Regions from separate parts of the Gossypium hirsutum genome. Here region 2 is linked to region 1. A link is a contact called in public Hi-C data. All regions are on one chromosome and are shown on one strand. Each heading gives the region's core, a stretch centred on a gene start, on an enhancer-like site or on the middle of the called end of the contact. The rest is flanking DNA. Distances are from core to core; before and after follow the strand shown.

The links. A called contact is a pair of places that touch in the nucleus more often than the background predicts.
Region 2: a contact with region 1 is called in a Hi-C map of leaf, with 2.7 times the contacts expected there. The contact joins the enhancer-like site here to the promoter of LOC107901216 in region 1. A contact is called at or near these places in 14 of 34 Hi-C or Micro-C datasets (anther, callus, hypocotyl and 3 more).

What each region holds. Positions count from the first base shown.
Region 1 is chrD06:9,828,800-9,832,996 of Gossypium_hirsutum_v2.1, forward strand. It overlaps LOC107901216 (strigolactone esterase D14), which reads right to left and starts at 2,104. Exons shown (of 2, transcript XM_016827125.2): 1 at 1,486-2,104; 2 at 1-466. The coding sequence starts at 2,078. The coding sequence ends at 31.
Region 2 is chrD06:9,870,862-9,875,058 of Gossypium_hirsutum_v2.1, forward strand. No RefSeq gene overlaps it. Among protein-coding and RNA genes, the nearest start is that of LOC107901216, 42 kb to the left of the region's middle. Within about 2 kb of position 1,995, at least 1 of the 9 cell types and tissues checked has an H3K27ac peak or open chromatin away from gene starts, as enhancers often do. A contact at or near this core is called in leaf, where this site is marked.

The sequences.
Region 1 (4,197 bases), core at 854-3,353:
TATTTCTGACGTTATCTTTTATTTTTTGGTTCAAATTTCAAAGCCTAAAACTCCAGCAAGCACAGCAAGGAACTCAAGATGTGCTGTCAGCTGAGGGAAATGACCATTGGTGTTGACAATCTCAACCGTTGATTTCCCTTTGATCTTCTTGTGCATGTAGTCGGCAACTGAACCCGGCACGACAATGTCATTTGTGGTCTGGATAATGGTGCATGGTGTGGTTACCTTGTCTAGGATGTCCCTTTCGTCGCTGCGAAACACTGTTTTGGCTAAAGGGACTGCAAATTCATGCCTCATCCTCTTCAAGCATTTTGCAAGGTTGTTGACCGATATCGGGTCTGAATTGTCGACGACGAGTAGTGCGAAATTTGATGTCCAGTTTTCATAGTCGGATTCGATGCTCGATATGATGCCGTCGATTGTTGCATCGTCGAATCCACCTTCGTAATCATCTATGTTGATATACCTGCAAATTACTTGGTAGTATGAGACAATTACATGAAACCATACATATACCTGCAAAATTAAACATTGCAAATATCGGAAACACCAATTCGCTTTGTTAAGTGAATGTACTCGATCATTTTAAGGTTTTTAGTCATCATTTCAATAAATTATTTTAAAAAAGAAACGTATTTAATGTTTTATAAATTATATAGTCTTGGGTTTAAGTCTTATTACATATATATAATTTAGCTTTATGGAAAAGGCATAAATACCCTAAAAAAAGTATAACTAAATTAGGACTTTGGATTATAATAATATATAGATGAGTACATATAACATCTAACAAGCGAACCAAATTTCATGTTTTCGGCCGACAACAACAAGATTGTCATATATAATGTTTTTCTATAGAAATTAAAAGATAATAATAAAAAATATAGAACTAAAAAGTTGGTTTTGGCTTGTAATAAGAAAATGTCAAAGAAGAAGAAAGCAGAAAATAAGATAAGATTGGATTTGTTATTTAATCAGAAAGTAATATAATTGAGCATAGAAATAGAGAGATACTGAAATAATTGAGTATATATATAAAGTTGAATCATCCACACAATATAAAGTACAAGACAAAGAACACAGCACTGTCTATGATAACCGACCCAGATCCTCCTGTCCACATATTTTGCCGTTAGGTTGATTTAATTTTCACATCTACTCTCCCATTATCCAATTTCTTTATATATACATATACACATATAGGTTAAATTGGTAAATAGATTCACTTCTTCTATAAATTACCCAAAAAAGTATACAAATTGGATGAAAAAGGAGGATTATTTTTTGATAAAAAGTATACAAATTTGTACTTAATCATATATGAAGTGACGAATGATTGAATATCAACTAAACTCCAGGTTGAAAGAATATTTAGAAGAAGTATGTGCCAGAATTAAAGATATTTAATAATTGTATGGGTTTGGGGTTTGAATCTATAAAATTAAAGATATAGCACAAGTAAGAAAAGGAAATAAAAAAAAATACCTAGGAGAAGCAGCAACAAGTATAAGCCTGTTAAAAAGTTGAGGTCTTTCAATGGAAGCAATGCATCCGATCATACCAGACATGGAGTGACCGACAAAGACGAGGGAGGATTCCAAGTGAAGCTCATCCAAAAGAGCAATCAAGTCATCAGCAAAGGCATCATAAGAAGAGTATTTCAAAGGATCGAAGAGGTTGGGATCTTTTACAGCCCCTGAAAAAGTCCAGTCAAAAAGGACAACCTGGTAATGCTTTGTCAAGCAAGGGAGGACTTTGTCCCACACAGATTGGTCTCCTCCAAACCCATGTGCTAGCACCATCGTCTCACTCCCACTCCCTATTATCCTCGCATTCATGGCTGCTTCTAGGCTCCTTTCTAACGCCACCATCTTCCACAGGCTTAAGCGAGAGAACAAAAAGAGAGAGAGAAGGAGAGCTAAAGCTGTTTTTTGGTGGTGCGTCCTGTTGGTCCGGGTTTGGTTATATAGAAAAGTCACAGCCTCACAGGATTTATTTCGAATTCGGATACATTTCGGGTTCGGTTCTATTCGAATAGTCGCATTGTATTTTAACATTTTTATATAGATTACGACCATTTTTTTATATATAGGAGAAAACAACGTATTTGCTTTAGCTGAGAGGTGCAGTTGAAGTCTTAATCCATCATCAAAACCCCACCAAGATAATTAAATGAATGGTTGGTTTTTTTGAGGGGGTGGTTCAATCCAACTTCAGCCTTTTTCTATTTTAAATAAGTATGGGGGCATTCAATTTAAATTAATGAAATGACAAGTTCAAGCTTTTTTACTGCAGGGTAATGATGTAGTGTTATTTAATGTAATGGCGGTGATAAACAAAATGGGTATGAAATTCAACCAAGAGGAGTCAATCTCGGCATCAGCTTAGCTTCAAAATTCAGCAATTGGTGGCTTTAAAAACTTACTAAATTTGTTCATTTGACTTTCTTTCTGGGATAAATGCTTGCTTGCAGTCACACGAGAGAAGGAAGGGTTTGCTTCTTCATGAAAACCAAAATATAATATACCCACTCCTAAAGAATTCATGTTGTATTATATCACCAATAATTAAATTCATGTCTTGTTGTACTGTCTAAACATAGTATTAATAACATTAAAAAGAACCTATATATAGCATTTATGTATTATTTATATCATTCCCTCATATACATATACCTACTCTAGTGATCTATTTCTTGTGTTTGTGAACCATTTTCTGTTCTTGTTTGCGGCCGCCAAAAGGAGGCCATATCCACCGACATGTTTTGTGGATTTTATTGCATATATCTAATTTGTTGCTGTTTTATGTCCTAAACATTCCTCAAAAATTCAAAGGAAAAGAAAAACATGGAATTTGCATTAGATTTCTTCCAAGCTTTTCTCATGCGAAAATAAAATAAAATAAACTAAAATGGTCAAAAAATTGAGGTTTCCGTTTCTGACAGGTTAAGATGAAAATGAAGAAGAAGAAGAAGAAGAAGCTAGGGTTATTATTAGAAATACAAAATATTAATGGAGTATATTATTTTATAAGTCGTACTACGTAAACGATATTATAATGAAATTAAAAAAAAATGGGATGAGGGCAATTGCCGCCTTGGTGGGGGGGGGGGACCACATACATAGGAAAGGAATAAGACAGGTGAAGTGGAGTTAGGTTAAAAAGGAGACGTTTGTCGTGTAGTGTGTCTGGACATTAGAATTTGGATAATATTATATTCGTTGATGGCGTGAGTGAGCGAGTGAGGAAGAGTTTGGCGATAAGTCCAAGCCCTACCTTTTTTCTCCCATTAAATTTCCTCCGCCCCCACCACGTTCTCCCTCTCTTTTTAATTCCCACCTTATTCTTTTTTATTTATTAATATGTGAATTTAAATTATTATTATTTTTGTTAACAATGAGGTGTGATACGATGGATATTCACTTTATCTTTTACCTATATTGTTGGGGGTTTGATTCTCGTTTACAGGAAATGAAATATATTTTATAATCAACCGTTTATTTTTTTGAAAAACACCCGAGATAAAAAAAATTAATTACTGTTATTAACGATAGATACTCTGATTACAATAAAAAAGTTATTAATTTTGTTTATTTTAGTTAAAAAGTGTATGATGTTTAATAAAATTGTGTGAGTCTCATTTTTATATCTATAGTCGTGAATATTATTTTTAGAATAAATTGAGATAAAATAATTTTGTATATTTTTTAATAAAATAGTAATTTGAGTGATAGCACACGCATTCCAAAAGTAATGCTTTTCTTAATTAATTACTTGCCTTTACCTACTATTTCCATTATGCTATGTTTTTGCAATGAATTTTAACCCCCCCCCCCATTTTTTTTTTTTTGCTTTGCCCTTAATGCAACTAATTTGGTCCAGAAAGTAAGCACAAAAATTGTTTGAATAGTCTCTCATCTCATCTGTCTTGAATGAATAACGGCCATCCAACTAATTGTGTTGATGACAATGGGATCAGTGGTTATAAGACGAATATAATTTCATCTAAAACTCATAAAATAATTTAAAAATTGGGTTCCACCAAGTGAAAGCAATTTCAATATCTTTCAAGCTATTTGTCAAATCAAATATTTTATACATTGTTGATTTAATGTTTTGTATGGCGAATCAGGTTAGAAGGCAGTTTTTGAGGTAGAAAAATTAGACGTGTGTTTTTAACGCGCTCTGATATTTAAG
Region 2 (4,197 bases), core at 745-3,244, 42 kb after region 1:
TTAAAAATGTTTTTATTTTTCGAATAAAATTTAGACTGAACGGGCTTGAGTTGTAAAAATACATGTTTAAACTTAATTCAAGTCAAGTTGAGCCTTTCGGGCTAAACAAATTACCTAACCTATGTTTAGGTCTATTACCAATTCAATCAGAAAATTTACTCAAAAATCATTTTTAAGAAAGTATAAATATTAGTTTTTTTTATGTTTGATATTTTTATATAAATTATTTAAATAAAACCAAAAAAATAAGGTAAAATTCTAATGACCTAAAATTAATAAATTTATTGAAGAGCTATCTTCCATAATTATATTTTTTATACAAAATTTTACTCTTTCACTTTCATTAGAGTGTGACATGGTCTAGTCTTAACTAATGTGGGATGATATTCTATTATATCTGTATTAATAATAAAGTGTATACCTAAATTTGATGTCACAAGTCAAATAACATCAATACAATGAAGAAAAAAAAAACCAATAAATTTTGAACTAATAAATAGTAATAAAGGTTGTTAACTATAACGCTAAGGAGGTAGGGGTGAAACTGATCATTTTATCGTCCTTGTTAATCCTCCGTCATACGTGAGAAGTTTGTTAGAAGAGGACATTCAACGTGCAATGCATGTGGCGACTGATGGAGCCTAATCTTTTTGGAATTTTAGTTTAGTACTAAATTTTATTTCTACCAAAATTTTTTTTATCTAACTTTCTAATAATTTCTCACTTTTTAAACAATAATCATCCATGCCATGTACCTAATTACAAAACTTGACTTTTTTTTAAAAATAATTATATAGTTGAAAATTATTATTTTACTTTTTTTTAATATTATAACGGGTAATTATTCGGTACATAAGCATTAAAAATTTTTAACACTACAAGTAGTAGAGGTGAGATATTACTACATATCCTCTTTATTTTTATTCTTTAAATTACATACAATTTAAGGAGACATACTAAAATTTCAATCCACTAGTGAAATTAAAAATTTTTAACCTTTGTTTTATCTTGTAACATAATTAGTAAGAAACATAAATCTTTTTATTTATTTAATTTTTAAAAATCAGGTATAATATTTTTTTTATTAGTTTAGGTTTTGAATTTTTAGATTTATCTTGATAAAATGAGATTTATTTTAAGGAAAGGATTGTATGAAATAGAGACGCCACTTCATTCTGTATCCCTTATCAATTATTTAATGTCATCTCATAACTTTTCCATGTCATTGACACCTCATTTTGATAACTTTTTAAACCTAAACCTTAAACTTTAGATCCTAAACCCTAAACTTTAAACCTTAAACTTTGAACCCTGAACCTTGAACTCAAGGTCCAAAGTTTAAGGTCTAAGGTTTAAAGTCTAAGGTTCAGGGTTTAAGGTTGAGAGTTCAGGTTAAAAAAATTATCAAAATGATATGTCAATGACATGAAAAAAAATGTTAAAATGACATTAAATAATTAGTAAGAGATATAGGATGATGTGGCCTCTCTATTTCACACAATTCTTTCCCTTTATTTTATGGCTTTTGATATTATGTGGCAAAGTTTAAATTTTTTATATATTTAAAAAAAACTTGTATATAAAAAATATTTTATATAATAAATCTTGTATTTTTTTTAGAAAAATAAATTTTTATATAAAAAATTAAAGTTATTTTTTATTATTTTAAATATTAAAAAAATTGTAATTGAAGAAATTCAAATTGGTTTTGGTTTCTCTATCAACCCTAATAGTGAGGCACGCTTTTCATGTTGTAGAATGCATGAAAGAAAGACCACCTCACATGCTGCTATCAAACTGGCAAAGAAGAGACCATGAGGAGCGAGGTAACCCAGGATTCAATGGATCTGTCATTAAGAGGGAGCATTGGTTATGGGGAAAAAGACTATTATTTAAAGCCAAAAGGAAGAAAAGAAATAAAGTGGAGGGAGGAAGTCATTAAAAGGTCGGCTCCTGTAGTTTAGATATCCCCAAAGAGATGAGGGTAGTTCTGCTCATTTAAAAGACGGTTCCTAACGTTGTTAATGCCGATACCTAGTCAACATCTTCCTACATATCTTTCATTTATTGCTCTCTCTTTTGATGCCAAAGCAAATTAACTATCTCTAAAAACCAATTGAATTAAGCCTGCCTGCTATTTATTGCTGCACACTATTCTTCTTGCTCAAGTTTTCCATTTCTTTTATGTGCCATGTTCTTTTATCTACGACCGCGACCCATGTCAATTAATGTTTCTCCGGACAAGTCAACCAACCCACGCCAAAATTTTCTCCTGTCTTTATTAAAAAATGTTCCCAAAGAGAATGGAAAGAAGTTTTACTCAAGCATCCAGCCATGTATGTTTGCATAATGAGATGACACAAAAACTGTACCAACAATCAATCCAGCTCCTTGTCATTTTCATGGGTAGCTCTAAGAGCAATAAGAAAGGTAGAGAATCATAAAATTAAAGGGAGAAAAATATGACTTTCTAAATGTGAATGGAAGCCATTGTTCAACTGAAATGCTCAAGCCATGCATCATACAAGTTCATCTTTACTAGTCAATCCGCTTATGCTGAAAACAGGAAGTGTATTTATTCGAACTAAGCATGCTTGACTTTTTTGTCCCAGGTTTTTTCCATTATTTGAAAGATTATAGGTTTAGTACGTAATAGCTTCACCATATCATACTGTAGATTTCTAACAAAAAACATGCCCATGCGCGCATTGCAAAACAAACATGGAATGTCACACTATTGCAGGTGTTGCTTCCCAGTCCACTTACCATTTTGGACCAAGAAAAGGAAGACTAAAGATAATGAAACAAATTAGAGGACTTGAAGCCTGAGTGTTGGATTAAAATCTATATATAATGAATGAAAATAATGTGCAGATACCATAAGTTGTATTTATAATTTGACATTTATAATTTGATGAGTGGTTAAATTATAAATACCCAAAATTGATTTAATAATAAATTATTTAAAAAGGAGTAGTGGTCCCCAATAAATAATATATATTTCGTATTTCTTTTCTATTCCCATCAGAGTTTTACCAAGAGAAAAACTATTTTCTTGAAAGATTAAAACCTTATGGGCAATTTCCAACAATAGATTCAGATACTCTTCCGCATATAATTTTATCCTTAACGGATCCTAATTTGTTAAGTTTTATTCTAAGATTGTAGCTTCAGATTGCTAGAAAGGAATATATTAGGTAGGTCCAAATCTTTGGTGGAAAGGTCTAAACAAAGGATTTTGATTGATCATGTATTGACTTTGCCAAGGATACAAAAGTAAAATAAAAATTTGATTATGGACTTCATTTAGCACTCCTATTTGTTTGTGGAATTCATTAGCCAAAATGAAAACGTGTATGTGTGTAGTACGTTTGCTATTTAGTTGAAACTAATCTAGTGCCCTTCACAATGTTCCAACAATTATTTCGAAATATAATATTCTTTTTTTAAATTAAGTAAAAAAATTCTTAAATCTAAATAAACAAAATAAATTAATGTTAGGTTTAATTAATTTATTCGATGGATTTTAAGGTTTGATATTTCAAACTGAATAAATTGAATAAGATTAATTATTAAACCCAAAACACATATCATATCCAGGCCCAAATAAATATAAATATTCAATACCCAATACCCATAAAAAAATTCAACTCAGCTTCAAAAAATAACTCTATAGCCATATGAGATTACAAAAATAGTCATGTTCATATTACTTTTTTTTTACTCATAACATTCTATTTACAATTTGGGTAAATTACTATTTTAGTACCATTTTATTTTTTAAATTGATTTCATATCTTTTGTCTGAAATTCTTTTTATAATTTTTTGTACTTCAAATATAAAGTTTATTTGAGCTTACCTAGCCTCAGTTGGACATCCCGAAATAGGCAAATGCTTTAAGCTAGAAATATTATCTTTCCATAAAGGATCATTAAAGCTTCTCCCCAAAGTAATTTAGGCAAGGTAGAATGACTAATCATACTCTTTACCATGCCCTTAAATGTTCTATTTCATCTTTCAGCAACACCCTTCATAGTGGGTGAACCCGGTAGAGTGTATTGTAGGACGATACCACTTTCCTCTAAGAATTTCGCAAATGGTTCTAGATATTGTTCACCTGAACCGTCATATTTGGCAGAATATTCAAAACCACAGTTAGATCTAACACTTCTAATTCTTTTATTGAGTTGATTCTC